Regions from separate parts of the Mus musculus genome. Here region 1 is linked to region 2. The links are chromatin contacts, called in public Hi-C maps. All regions are on one chromosome and are shown on one strand. Each heading gives the region's core, a stretch centred on a gene start, on an enhancer-like site or on the middle of the called end of the contact. The rest is flanking DNA. Distances are from core to core; before and after follow the strand shown.

The links. A called contact is a pair of places that touch in the nucleus more often than the background predicts.
Region 1: a Hi-C map of uterus shows a contact between it and region 2, with 3 times the contacts expected there. The contact joins two enhancer-like sites. A contact is called at or near these places in 2 of 484 Hi-C or Micro-C datasets (both in uterus).

The regions. Positions count from the first base shown.
Region 1 is chr14:102,853,836-102,857,796 of GRCm38.p6, reverse strand. No RefSeq gene overlaps it. Among named protein-coding and RNA genes, the nearest start is that of Gm34589, 21 kb to the right of the region's middle. Within about 2 kb of position 2,401, at least 6 of the 459 cell types and tissues checked have an H3K27ac peak or open chromatin away from gene starts, as enhancers often do. A contact at or near this core is called in uterus, where this site is marked.
Region 2 is chr14:102,401,207-102,405,512 of GRCm38.p6, reverse strand. No RefSeq gene overlaps it. Among named protein-coding and RNA genes, the nearest start is that of Gm22347, 74 kb to the right of the region's middle. Within about 2 kb of position 1,537, at least 21 of the 459 cell types and tissues checked have an H3K27ac peak or open chromatin away from gene starts, as enhancers often do. A contact at or near this core is called in uterus, where this site is marked.

The sequences.
Region 1 (3,961 bases), core at 1,152-3,651, 450 kb before region 2:
AGGCTCCACCCAACAGGTGAATGAAATAGATGCAGAGACTCACAGCCAAACATTAGATGGAGCTCAGGGAGTCTTGTGGAGAGTTGGGGGAAGGATTGAGGGACCCAAAGAGGACAGGGACTCCACAGGAAGACCAACAGAGTCAACTAACCTTGACCCTAGAGGGCTTCTAGAGACTGAACCACCAATCAAAGAGAGAGCATGGACTGGACCTAGGCCCCCCACATATATGTAGCAGATGTGCAGCTTGGCTTCATGCGGGTTCCCCAATAACTGGAGTAGGGGGGCTGTCCCTGACTCTGTTGCTTGCCTGTGGATCCTGTTCCCTTAACTGGGCAGCCTTGTCTAGCCTCAGTGAGAGATGATGTGCCCAGTACTGCAGTGACTGATGTGCCAGGAAAGGGGTGGGGTGTGGAGATTGTGTTTTGGGGCCTGAGGGATGAGAAGATGGTGGTGGTCGTGACACTCAGGGGGTCACTATTCTCAAAGGAGAAAAGAAGGAGGAATGGGGTGAGGAGTTGCATAAGGTGGACTGGAAGTGGGGGTTGGGTATTGAGATGCAAAGTGAATAAATTAATTAAGTAAAACAACATAAATGTAATTTTTAGTGAGTAATGTGAAATTACAAATGAAATAAAATATATTAAAGTTATTATAAACAAGGCCTTCTGTGTGTGTGTGTGTGTGTGTGTGTGTGTGTGTGTGTTTGTATGTGTTTGTGTGTGTTTGTGTGTTTGTCCTGAATAGCAAATTCAAAGTTTCTGGATATAACTATTCCAAAAGGAGCCTTAAGAAGTTTCATGAGCTTTCTTTTTATAAGAAAGAAATTAATGGAAAATTTTAGCATGAATTGGAAGAAGGTTTAAGTCAGATTCTCTTTTAGGACAAGACAATGTAATAAGACTGACTATTAAGGGAGCTCTGGTAGGTAATTGGTTTTTAAGCCCACTCGACATGTTGGAAGGCTCATGATCAGCTCCTCCTCAAGGACCCCCTGCCCTTTCCTTAATCCCTCAACACCCTATGCTCCTTGCTCAGGCCAGGTAAAACCTTGCTGCAATCTGCCTTCAGTTGGCTGAACTTTTAGAAGGATAATTAATTCATGGCAATGTATAAAGCATGATTGCTCAAACTCTAGTCTTTTGACATTTTGGCCTGATATTCCTTTGTTTGCCCTTTCCACTGTTGGGTAGTTAACCAAATCTATGACCTTAGTCCACTAGACACCAATATATCTTCTTTGTAATGGTGACAATCAACAATGTTTAAAAAAAAATCCTTGGTGGGTAAGTCTTTCTCATCATGAAGAATGACTAAATCTACTGAATATAGAGGCTTTTAATAGTTAACTTCTAACAGTCTACGGATCTCTCTCTTTTTTTAATCCTATGTAGTTTCTTAGAGGCAGAGATAGACAGATCCTTGGGTCTCACTGGCTGGTTAGCCTGGCATAATCGGGATGTTCAATGCTACTGAGAGATCATGTCTCAAAAAAGGGGGTGGGCAGTACCCCAGATTGTCCTCTGGCTTCCACACACTGCACTTGTGTGGCATGTAGACCTCCCTCCCACAACAGACATATGTGTACACACATGATCATCCACATACACTGGAAGAAAGAGAGAAGCAAGAGGAGAAAGAAGGGGAGGAAGAGGGAGAGGAAGGCTGTGGTAACACAGGTCAGGGAAGAATGGTCTTGTTTGTATTCTGGACACTTAGATTAGTGAGGTGGATATTTCCTCCCTTGCCCAACCCCAGGGAACGGTACCCCAGATGACTTGGAATAAAGCTTGATGCTCCATTTATAACTGCACTAAATTTCAAAAACCACTTCCCATTCTTTACTTCCAACATGTTTTCAAAGTTACACATTAAACAATAGGAAAGGATCTCTCTCTCTCTCTCTCTCTCTCTCTCTCTCTCTCTCTCTCTCTCTGTCTCTCTCTCCTAGTCAGTTTGTCTTTATTATAATGCAAATTATTGACTGGTAGTTTTTTCCCTGGTATTTAGTAACTGAATTAGGTTTATGATTCAGCAAAACCTATCGCAGAGCTGCTCTTCAAACAAAGACAAAAACAAATTGTAAATCGGTGCTATTTCGTGGTGTCTCTAAACACACATTTGGCATTGACTCCAGAAGACTGAGGGCTGAGGTCCAAAGACTGCTGCCTTTTCCTTGATTTGCATTTGGCTTTGGGAGTTAGATGTTTTTGCATGCGTGCTTTCCTCCTCTCCTCAGTTGCAGATTTTTTTTTCTGTGAACTTTTGTTTAACAAAGGTGGACACGTACTGTGCAATGAAAACATTGACTGTAAATCATTTCAGCTATAAAATGTCCCTGTTTGGAGCCCAGTGATGGCTCCCTTGTTCCTGAAATAAGAAGGATTGCCAACATCTGAATGAGTTGTTTAATTGGTCCACAGGGACAGACCCCAGAGCTGTGCAAGAGCTGAGTATCTGACCTTCTACTGTTCTAGATTTTTCCGTGAGACCCAAAGGATCTTCGGGCTGACCATTTACCAATGCCAACTGTTTATTTTGCATGGTAAAATACCACAGGCACCACAGAATTCATAATAACGACAGAACGAGTTTTTCAAAGGTGTGTGTACTTGACAGGCAAAAAATATGCGTGCTTTGTAGATTCAGTTCAGAGTAGCTGGAAACATTTCTTTACGGTCATTGCAGGGCTTGGGACACCAGTCACAATGTTATCTATGAAGCCCAGGTTGGAGGGATGCAAAAACCTTGCATTGGTCACAGAGCAAATAATTAACTAATTTACTCTGGATATTTAAAATATGCCCTGAATTCTTATTGCTTCCTGAAACCCTCCCTTTCAGAAAAATGAAATATGCTGCATAAATGTGCAGACTCTAGGAAAATCATTGCCAGAGTACCTGGTGACCTGGTATGTGTTGAATGCTTTGTTTTTGATAAGCAGAAACTAAGGAGACAGTCCATGCTCTGAAGCTTAGGGCTGTGACTTCTCCATGATGGTAAGAGGCTTTGGAGAGAACCCTCCGTTTTTGCTAAACACGAGAGAAAGTATTAGAGTATTCCTTTGCATTTCTGTCTTTTAATTAGTGGGTGTGAAGTGGATATTGAGTGCTGTAGCTCCAGGATTGGGGCGGGTGTCATTTTCAGAAGCAAGGAAGACTCTGAGGATCCAGGAGCTAAGGATTTGATGACCGTTTTCTTCCCAAGTATCTAGAGATAACAGCAGTGGTCAATCTCCCTGTCTCCATTGTGGTTGCAGTATTCCTTATGCAGCTGGTATATTGAAAGAGAGCTCAGGGAAAGAGAGAATGATGGGCAGATGCCAGACTGACAGAGAGTAGATCATAAAGTAAATTGATTCTTTGGGATGAAAGCAACAAGGAACCTATTATAATAGCTAATCTGAAGGGGGAGTGTGTTCACCAATGCTGAGGTGTTTCATTAAACCTAACGGGTACGAAATCACTCAGAGCTCATGACCTTGAGGCAAGGACATAGTGCTTCCTCTCCAGCTCTGCTTATTCTGTTAAGCTGTGTCTTTTCTCTCTGTGTGAGACTCCCTTTTTCTTTGTTTACTGCTTTTGGGCACTGAATTTAAATGCCTGGGTGAGGGGGACAGAGCTCAGGACCCAGCTTGGATTTGAAAGGCACCCAATCTACAAAAAATTAGTGGTGGTTAGTATGTTACCTTCAGGTATATAAGGCCTAGGAGTGGTCCCTTGAAGGAAGAACCAGGCTATGATACCTTAAACACAGAGATTGCAATATCATCCAAAGTATGAATGGATGAGCAGAAAGAAAAAAGAATTTCAGTCACAAGGGAGATTTGCTCTCTCTAAAGAGAAAGGAACCTGTCTTCACTTTACAGGAAGGAGCCTTTAGAGGCACTAACATGATAGCAGAGCCAGGAAAGCCTGATGTAGGAGGAAGAGAGGGGCTTGGAGAGATTTACAGGCTCAGA
Region 2 (4,306 bases), core at 288-2,787:
CATAGTATACAGTATGGTATGGAAGCTAGAGCTATATACTATATTAGCTATTATTACATACTAACACATATTTATAATACACTTGGACAAAAAGTGAATCAGTGAGGTAATTTAATTAAAAATAAAACAAAACAAAGCCCAACTACTTCAAATAACTGTCTCAATTATTTATATATTTAAAATTTTTTTCTTAATACTTTGCATTTATGACATATGAAGCATTATTCTCCATTTAAAGTATAATTTTCATTGCAAAGATTTAGGTGCCTCTGTATGAATCATTCATATGCAGAAACAGTTTACTTTCCAATGATTTTTTCCTAGAAATATTTTGTCATATGAAAATAAGTTGGCTTTCTTAAAAAACACTAATAATTTTCCACAAATATTAGTAGGTGAAGGGTACAGTGAACATATTTCAGTGAAGTGTTTATTTTCTATGGGCATAATATTTTTTTAAAAGTACATTTTTGCCTTCTGGATCATCTGGTTGGGTTTAAACACTTAAAGTGAAGTTGTGGATTTACATAATTTACACATCCATAATTCAAGCTCTGGAATCAAGTTAGGACATGAAGAACTTAAGAATTTAGTTGCATAAATCCCAACTCTGTTCTTAGTACATTTTTAGCTTTGTTTTGTTTTGCATTGTTTTGTCTTAGAAACAAAGTGTTGCCAAAATCCTCCTACCTTACTGCAGAACACCAGTGTGTCAGCTACACCTTGCAGTTTGTTGCTATTTGATTTTTTTCCCCCACTGGAAAAATGGATATTATTTCCTCATTGTTAGGCAATGCAGTGACAGTTACTCACCATGACGTGTTTTGAGTATCCCCTCATGGATATCAGATATTCAGTAAGGGTTATCTAAGTTCAAATAAGTCTACAAACCTTGTATTTAAGTTTTTGACCTTTGAAATGAAGTCATTCTTACTACTGTCCCTTAATCATGTTCTTAGAGGTTCTATATAATACTAATTATTTAAAGGTATCTTGATTGTATATTTTCTTTGTCTGAGTTATTTGATTTTATTTACTGCCAAATGCAAAGGCAATATCTACCAGATGAAATGCATTAATATTGTGTTTCCATGTAGCTACTTCAAAAGCACCAGCCTACAATTATCTGGACTTTTTAGTTTATAATGGTTGAAGTTTTTTATACTTAAGTATATTGAAGTTTTTAAATTCTTCACCTTAGTTGTATAGACATTTGCTGTGTGTATAAACACACACACACACACACACACACACACACACACACGCACGCACACACACACACAAATTAAAGCAAGTTAGATTGTTAGATTCAATCATTCTGGCACACAATTTGTTATATCTGATCAAAACTATAAAGAATTGATTTTCCCCCTGAATCTTTTCCCATTATCTTGCCTGTGTCTGTGTTGTTTATGCAACACCCCTAAACATCTAGAATTGAATCTTGGACAAAGTTGCACAGTGTGCACTATTTCAATAGAGACATGTTGCAGATCCCTGGGAGTCGCCTGTGTGTCTACCAAACAGCATATTCTAAACTAACCTTCAGGGCTGCTTTCTTCCCCTGCATAGACTGCCTCAGCTTCTGCCAAACAGGAAGCCACACTGGGGTCCAGACACTATGTTTCTGTCCCCCAGGACTCCTCTGTGATCTTGCTGCCTGCAGGAACTCAAATGACTTGAGGGGTGACAGATAGAACAAACTTTATGGAGACCTCAAAAAACAAACAAACAAGAAAGCAACTTCTTGCAGATACTAACCAGATGTCTTACAGGCATTTATTTATTCTCCCTCTTCTTTGTTTTGCAAGCCAGTTTAAATTTAATAGATTCATTATATACCACAAAATGTTGTCATGTGTGCCCGCATGAACTTCTCCAAGAGGCAAGAGGTTAGGCAATTGTTTGAATTTCATAAGGAGAGCCAGATGCGGCTGTGGTTTCACACTAATGGAACTCAGACCCTGGGAGGGAATTGTAGTCTCTGCTTCTGCTACCACTGCCACTGCTGCTGCTCTTTAGGCTTGGGGCTAGGAGAGAAGAGTGAAAGACCCTTACTTACCTTTCCTGCATAAAACCACTTGGGGAAATCTAAAGAAATCCGTTATGCCATTTGTCTTATTTAGTTTGTAAATTCTGTTTTTGTAATATTAGGTTAAGAAATCAAAGTCTGTGATAATACATGTGTTGGGGAAGATGGACAGGGGAGAAAGATGATGTAAATATAGTACTTATGCATGAAAAATCTAAAAAAATATCACTTAAATGAAAAACTAAATAAGGAACATTTTGTGAAGTCTCTTTGATTTTATTTGGTGTACCAACTAGCTGAATCTATTCAATAAACACTAGATGATTTCAAAAATCACTATAGAAACTAGGATGTGTGAGAACAAATTCTACATGATAAATCACATTTCATATGATGGGTTATGATTTCCCTCCTCACCCTATTCACTAGCTCTGAATATTAGTATTTGATCTGTTTTATTCTTTGGAGCCTTCTCCAATGTTTGAAATCAGGATATCAAAAATATCCAGAGACAGAGTCTAGGAACAAACATTCAACTAAAAAAATAAATCTTCAAAGTAATTTTTTTGATGATCAAACCAACTCCAGGATGATTGATCTACATAGGAAATGTATCAATTATCTGATTATCGTATCAAAGCAACTCTTTACTGGATGCCTAATAGCAAAAGCCAACTACTTGTTTCCTGGAAACCAATTTGTTGTTGTTGTTGTTGTTGTTGTTGTTGTTGTTGTTGTTGTTGTTGTTCTGAAGACACAAGTTGAAATTAGGTCTCCAGTACTGACTGTTTTAGTGAGAGGCAAAGGCAGGATCCAACTCCTCAGAAAGTTAACCAGGACTGTGAAACAAGGGGCTATTTGAAATAAGCACATCTGGATATGATTTCCAAAGCACATCCTGGGTTATAGCTGTGGTCTCCATCTCTCCTAGCATTGCCAGTGTTATCATCACAAGCATGTGCTATGAACTGTCTACTTACACGCACTGACAGTGACAAAGTGGTGTCAGTCTTCTTCCCTCGCTAACTGTGATGACATGAGTTTACTTCAGGAGACACCTCCGCCTAAAAGCTTCCAGCTGTAAATCATTTCTTACTCCTTTGTGAAGTAATTGATTCCACAAGTTCTTCTACCACTTTTACAACTTTGACCTCAAGGGTTTGGGAGTCATTCCACTAAGTGGCCATCATCAAGGAAGGTAGTGTTCCTATTTCTCAGATTCTGTGAAGCCCTTCTAAAGGGGCTGTGCTTCAAGTTGTAGAAGGAATGCCTGCTGTGCTGATACAGGAAATGGCTTTTCTTTATGTGAAAACGATTAACAAATGCAGAAAAGATATAACTTCTTCTGCTCATAGGGAGTTCTATTCTCTCATGCCTGATGGTTTGAATGTGGTCTTCCTTGACTAGTTAACTTTGTCTTGAACAGTTTTTCTCTGTTGTAGGATAACGGGATCTTTCCCATAAAATTCACTCCAATTTAATGAAAATAAACACAGGCCTTTTGTTTTCTCTCTCTCTTTCTCTCTCTCTCTCTCTCTCTCTCTCTCTCTCTCTCTCTCTCTCTCTCTCTCTCTCTCCCTCCCTCCCTCCCTCCCTCCGTTCCTCTTTCTCTCCTTTCCTCCCTCCCCCCATCTCATAGGACAGTAATCTCAGCATGAGCTCCAAAAGAGCTGAGTATCATAACTATGTTCCTGAGGGCTTGCTGACAGACAGGCCTCCTCTTGTCAAGGTAGACATGCTCTCAAGTAACTGCATGAGAGCAACCGAGAATCTAAGAGAACAGCAAACAAACAGCACCAGCCTGGAAGTGGCCAGTCACCATTCGATGTCGTTAACTTGATCTGCAAACCTGAATCTTGAGAACTGTGACACAGATATGTTCCTCCTCATCATCTTGGAATCTGGGAGATAAAGATAGTGTCAAGAGATATGGCAGTTTTCCCAGTGTTCTACTTAAGCCAAAAAGGCATAGCTCTCTTCAAGTAGGAAATAACAGACCTCCACTCATTGATCTTTCTTTGTAGATATTCCAAAAACCAGCCCCCATTGCATATCCATGATAGCAATGGTATAACCCAGAAGGAGAGAGCAAACTTTCAGAGCTAAGGTCTACTCGAGAAACAACTGACCCAGAGTTGGTGACATGCTCAACACATAGAGACACTTTATGTATTAGTTTGTTGGGGAATCTGTGATACATACCACAAACAAGGCAACGTGAACAACAGAAGTCTGTCTCACTGTGTTAGAGTCGGACGCTTGGCAAGGAGGAGT